Linked DNA regions of Oncorhynchus mykiss: region 2 is linked to region 1. A link is a contact called in public Hi-C data. All regions are on one chromosome and are shown on one strand. The core of a region is the stretch at or near the end of the contact, and the rest is flanking DNA. Distances in the headings are between cores, read along the strand shown.

The links. Hi-C and Micro-C count contacts between places; a contact is called where the count stands out from the background.
Region 2: a Hi-C map of liver shows a contact between it and region 1, with 7 times the contacts expected there. A contact is called at or near these places in 3 of 3 Hi-C or Micro-C datasets (blood and liver).

The regions. Positions count from the first base shown.
Region 1 is chr6:57,961,045-57,964,450 of USDA_OmykA_1.1, reverse strand. It overlaps ccnd1 (G1/S-specific cyclin-D1), which reads left to right and starts at 1,643. Exons shown (of 5, transcript XM_021607016.2): 1 at 1,643-2,175. The coding sequence starts at 1,978.
Region 2 is chr6:58,050,630-58,054,035 of USDA_OmykA_1.1, reverse strand. No RefSeq gene overlaps it. Among protein-coding and RNA genes, the nearest start is that of LOC110526229, 84 kb to the left of the region's middle.

The DNA of each region.
Region 1 (3,406 bases), core at 394-2,893:
AAAATATGTAGGGATTTCGGCACATGGTTTGCATAATGTTAAAAAAATATGACAAAAGTTGAAAAGAGTGCAATAATGTGCAACGTGGGTGATAAGAATACTAGGCCTACCTTATAGGCCATATGGGTAATGATAAAAATCACAAAGATGCTAACATCGATTTTGATTGAAAAAAAGTTTAGTTTAAAAACTTGTAAAGGTGAATGACTCACCCACATTCAGTCAGGAATAGCAAGTCTTGACAAAAAGAAAGCCTCTTTCGGTACTTTTAGGTAGCTATTCAATAGCCTATGGAGAAGAATGTTAAGAATGCGAAAAGCTCCTATTCCTATTGAAACGACTGAGATTAATGCGACTCTTAGAAAAATTGTGACAAATATGATTTTGACTAGTCACGGAATTGATCCCTTATTTAGATCCTCTTCCACACAACAACAATATTGATATTCTGCTCCCATGACTTGCAACTCTTCTAAAGGCAAAAGAACATACCTACCTTTCTTTTCAAAATGTACCTTTTTGTTATTTTTTGAATGTTACATAACAGAACAGTTCACGCGTTTCATATTTGGCCTACAGCCAATGGTATTTTAACCAATCACATGATTATCGGTAACTTTAATCTGAATACAACATTTCAACACTCTCATCATAAGTGCTTGGTCGTCTTCTGCCTGGTAACAGCAATTCCTCCTATTGGTTTAGACTAATTTCGGTCTCCTCCCTAGTCAGAGAGAGAGAGAGAGAGAGAGAGAGAGAGAGAACTTGTGTGTGTGAGTGTAATATTTACTGTTCACTTTTTATTGTTCATTTCACTTTTGTTTATCCATTTCACTTGCTTTGGCAATGTAAACATATGTTTCCCATGCCAAGGAAGCCCCTTGAATTGAATTGAGAGAGATAAGAGGGGGGGGGGGGTCAGTTTATTTAAACTTTTGTTTCAGTCACCACGTTATTCATCTTGTACATTACAATTTCCACACACACAGCACTGTAAAGTGAGGTAGTGCACTTTTGTTGTGACAAGTTTTAATGCCGTAAAATTAAACTGAAACCTGAAATCAATATTGATAATAGGCTAATTTGTCTAAATTAAAGATGTTTATAGTGCAATTATTATTAGATTAGGCTTTAACGTAAACGACTTTGCACATCGTGTTTTACTCTTGAAATATTAAATTGCCTGCCTTATTGAATGGCTCTGATAGTTTTATATGCTTTTTACAGGTTTTGTGATGCATAGGTCTATTGAATATGCCTGCAATCTGAACAAGTATATGAATTGCTGCATAATGATTACGTTAAAGTGATTTAAAAAATACATGTCGCACTGTTAAATGTCTTTGTGTGTTAGAAGCTTGCCCATGTGCTCACCTCATGTTCGACTGGGTGACGAGAAGAGAAGCCGGAGCTATTCTCAGAGCTTTTTTAGAGGAAAGTTTCATGAGTGTGTCTATACCGCCCCCTATCAAAATTGAACCAATTCACATTAATCTCTGCATAACCAACTTCCCTATACTGACACTGGCCCTACATCCCTTCTCCCTCAAACCCCCACCACTCAGCGTACGTTCTCTTCAACCCCTCCTGACTCCCCTCCGCTGTATAGGCTACGCCACCCAGAATACTGGGACCTCCCATTTCCATACCTATAGGAGTGGATAAGCAGCGATTGGAAGGACTTGGAAACTTTAGAGGGGTAGTTCTTTAGAGTGATCCTCCTCTCTCTATAGACTCCTTAGCTCGGCTCTCTCAGACTCGCTGTTGCTTTGATATCCTCCTTAACAACAGTTAACGTCATCGCATAGCCCTCTGAAGGGGAGTTTTGTCTAGAAGGGTGAAGCGTTGGAGCTCTCAGAGGGCTTACACTGTAGGAGCAGCAAGCAGCATCCACGGAGCCTCACTCACTCCTAACAAGAAGCACATATTTTGATTATTTATTCAGCCCAGAAAACGCAAGATACTACCGCAAAAGATATGGAGCACCAGCTGCTGTGCTGTGAAGTGGAAACCATCAGAAGAGCTTACCAAGACGCCAACTTACTAAATGACCGAGTTCTACAGACAATGCTCAAAGCAGAGGAAAATTATCTCCCGTCTCCGAATTACTTCAAGTGTGTCCAGAAAGAAATAATACCTAAAATGAGGAAAATTGTGGCTACATGGATGTTAGAGGTGTGTACATTTATGATGTCTCGATGTATTGCTTAAACGTTTGTGTCCTAACACTAACCATGCCCTTTGGACGCAATGTATTGAATTGGTCGTTTTATGCATCGCACGTTTATTCTTTCCAAGCATGATCATTCATATTATGTAAACATACTGACATGTAGTAGGCTAATGTTTCATTTGTAACGGTTGTCCAAGTAGGCTAAAATAGATTTGGAACACTGTTGTAGCCTATTAGGCTATTTCCAAGGTATTGTGTGTGTTCAGTAGTTACAACACTTGCAATGTAGCTGCTCGATTCTTTTCTTTGTCGGGACATAGGAAATGTATTTAGATTGAAAAATTGTTCCAAATTAATAGCAATGTACACGTATGCAGTCTTACTCTTGCCAGTATTATGCGCCATCTTTGTTGTCGTATGCGTAGGTTTTTAATATCATTAAAAATCTTTAATAATGTCGGCAATGACAGTAACTCAATCAGCAAGTCGAAAAGTATATCTTGGGTATGCATTTATAATCCTGTCGCACAGATAGAGAAAAATGATTATATAAAACCATAAAGTTTTGTTTCGGCTTACCAATCAGGCTGCTGTTCCTGCAGTTTCTGAAGGTCGCTCTGGAGACATGATAATTTTCACAGAAATGTTAAATAAGAATGCATTTTCAATGGTCGGATATGATACTATATCGATTAATCAACATTTACATGTAGTTAGAGATTGAGTCTTGTGTCTACATACATTTTTTATTAATTTCAGAAATTGTGAGTCCGCACAAGATCTAAATGTCGCACGCTCCACGAGAAAGAGCGGTGTCTTGTAAATTAAATGTTTTTTATATGTTTACTATATTAAAGTTCGACACATCTTAAAACTATCCGATAAGGTATATGATAAGGATCATTTACATGCTAATTTCACAAACCGGGACAATTTTTACATATTTTTTATTATTTTTTGAAAAGATGACGAACTAGAAATTTCAGGGGAAAGTTGCATTGACGCCACCTTTGTGTCTTAGTAAGAAGCGACTGAAAACAGCCTAAATTCTCAACTATTTCAATTTCCGTTTTAATTAGTCTTAAGCAACTGTTTCAGTTTTTCGAAATGTATGATTTTATGTTGATTGCATTGGCAGACTATAGCCTACTTTGCGCCAGCTAAAGCCTATAATTAGGCCATAGCTATTGTTTTAAGGACAGCCTTAAGGAATGGAAGGATCTTTTTTTTTTA
Region 2 (3,406 bases), core at 451-2,950, 90 kb before region 1:
CTCACACACCCCCACCCACCATTGGCCCCATCCGTCTTCTCAAGGTCACTTGAAGGTCTCCCCTGTGCCTCTGTAGACAATACCTACCAACAAGGACTGATTCTCAACCAATATGTGCTTCTCCAAATGGTGTTATAACAATTTTATTAAATGTTATTGTAGTGATGGAAGAAGGGAAGACTTTTTCCCATCGTGTTTCCACATTCCACTGTTACTGTGTGACAGCTGGATGTTTTGGGTTCATGGTGAACTAATACTGAGCCACAGTCTCTCCTCCAGGCTTCCCAGCAAGAGAAGGAGAATTTGTAGTGGCAGACTTTATCTGCAGATGCCATCAGGCTCCATCAGCACTGAGGGGGATGTGATGTGACGTCTAAGAAATATTACTAGAACGAAAGCTGTGGTCACAGTTATCAATATTGACATTTACTTCCCGGAGTTTCATTTGTGTGGAGCACATGTTGCCATAACATGACGACAGGTCACTGTGCAATGTGACTGTCGATTCTAACACACCCTGAGACAGGGATGGGGGGGTGTTGAAGAATGTTTTGTTCTTACCACCGAGGGACCACAAGTGCCCCACCCGTCGTCAATGTTCCAAGGCAAGCCATTCTAACATGGGCTCATAGGCTTCCAAGAAATGCTTCATGTAGCTAATGTTGCAGATGGGGATGTCTCGAAGATATTGATTCCTACAAACGATTTGCCTCAACTTCTCTGCGGTCAGCATCTTTAGAGATTTTCCGTACTGACGCCATTAGCTAAGATGCAATAATGTATCCCAAATAGAATGTGGAAGTCAAGTTTTAATGTCACGTGAAATGCCTTTCTGACAAGCGCTAAACCCAACAATGCAGTAATCACTAGCAATATTATACTAAAAATAACACAAGGGAGAACAAAAACCCGTGAGAAATACAAATAGAAAATAAGAAGAACGCGAGAAAGTAAGTACTGTAAGCATAATATTTAAGGGTCAGTCAGTTCCAGTACCATACTTTATATACAATGTGCAGGGACACTGGAGTGGTAGAGGTAGATATGTATAGGGGTAATGTGACTCGGCATCAGGATATATGATATACAGAGATTGTATGTGAGTGGGTGTGTGTCTATCGGGTCAAGAAGTTATGCATTTGTTATCGATATCACAACATGGTTTCTTTAGAGTTGTAGAGCTGTAAAAACAGCCCCCGCACTTCCCTAGCTCAGCGGCACTTTGCAGCACCTCCTGTCAAAAGGCACTGTAAATGGGTTTAGCAATGCTAACGTTCCCACGTGAAATCCTCAGAGCAATATACTAGATCAAACACATTGTCAATGCTATTCCCTCTTGGGTTTCGTTGTCTTGGAACTGAGAAAGGTGGTTTTGTTCATTACCATCATGGGAGTCAATATACAGCTAGGTTATCCAGAATGTGAAAGTTGGATTTTACAGAAGTCCTTTGTCTTGTTGTAGTGGAAGATGTATTATTGTCGTACTAATATTTACCTATTGTTTGCATCAAATTACAATGCTCATTGCATATCGCAAATTTCCTACCTGGTCCACATAAGGTCCAAGTAGGACCACTGCAGCTATGAAAAGAGGGACAGAAAGAAGAAGAGCATGGCCAGGGCCTTGTGGAGTGTCTTGAAGCATATGGGAACCGGGCGCAGTTCCTCGTGGCTACCCCTAGGTGGTGCTTGCATTCCAACTCAACAAAGCTGCAGCAGAGGGTCTGCCAAGGTTAGAGTGGTGAGGAGAGGGCAGCAGACTGAGATATCCAGAGGGCTGAGGTAATGGCCAGCCAGACGGGACCTCTCCTCTCTCCAGCCACTATAAATAACCAGTGGGGTTTTCTCTGTGCTCTCCTCTGCTTAGGTCTAAGGAGACTGGGTCATGCCTCTGTGACCCTTGTCTATGCTAAGTCGGCAGAAAACGTTAACATCCGGTTTTCAGGGATACGGTGTTTTCAACCTAACTTCTGTTTCCCCTGAAAAAAAGGAAGTGGGACTTCCGCTCAGGCATATTTCTACGCCTGCTATGTTAGGTTACTGTGGGCCTACATGGGAGACAGAAGTCACTTCACAGGATGGTAGAGAGCGAGAGAGTGATGTGATGTGTGTGTGAAGATAGGAAAGGAGAGATTACTATTACCGAATATGTTGTATGATAGAACACTAGTGTGAAGGAGGAGTTTGTGAAGAACGACTATCTAAACTCAAAAGAGTAACTACAGAAATATAATATTGACCAATAATGCAGATTGTACATTTCACTTTTATTTAACTAGGCAAGTCAGTTAAGAACAATTTCCTATTTACAAAAACAGCCTACCAGAGAACAGTTGGTTAACTGCCTTGTTCAGGGGTAGGACAACAGATTTTTACCTTATCAGCTCAGGGGTTTGATCCAGCAACCTTTCGGTTTCTGGCCCAACACTCTAACCACTAGGCTACCTGCCGCCACATGACAGGGATATCTTTTGTTAGCACACACTCCTGCTACACAATGCGTCAAAGCCACCCACTCTTGTCTAGAGCATGTAACTCCTCAGGTATTTGTGTGGTTTCTAAGTATGTGTTAATAGCACTAGGACGCTACTGAACAAAATGAACAGCTACTGTAGCTCTTGTGGTGGGCCATGTGGACGTATTGGTAGGAACTACAGAGCATTCTATTTAGCCAAATGTGAAAAGCTAAAAACACGTTAGGGGTCATGACTTTATGACATCAACATTCCAACAAACAATATTCCTTACATTTCACTAAGAGTATGAAAAGGGGATCTATTCCACCCAAAGCAAACCATAGGCATTTACTTTTTATTAACCTCAAGGCCTCTCAAAATCCAACGTTTTGCTCTTCATATAAATAGACTTTCCGCCAGGGCAACTTTAAGCGAGGCCAAATCCGAATGGTATTCCAAGCATTGATCTTTCATCAGGGAAGAATATCTGGCTGGGAATTCTGCAATTACCTCAGTCTGCCTTATATATATTTTTTTGTACAACCATGCTACTCTTTTGTTTGAGGCGGAGAATCTATTGTTCTAGTTAGTTCATCTGTTTATTCGTCCTGCTTTTAGTAGTTTGTAGTAGTGGTGTATGTTGTTCTTTATGTGACTCTTTGTGTGCGTGTGTGTGTGTGTGTGTCTGTGTGTGTGTGTGTGTGGGGGGGGGGGGGGGGGGGGGGGCTTATGCATTCCATGGCTGAAGCTTCTGTCTGTCTCCACATAGTCCCCCAGCCCCACCTGCTTCCCCCAGCTAGTTGTTGCTCTGGGTTCTCATGGGACGGTAATCTACAACAAAGGCCTCCCAGCCCACACACTAGGCAGAGTAATGCTCCCACATAAAGCTCTCCCCCGAGCCATGTGCTCTGGGCCTAACATTCTACATGCTCACACGTTACAGCCCGGGG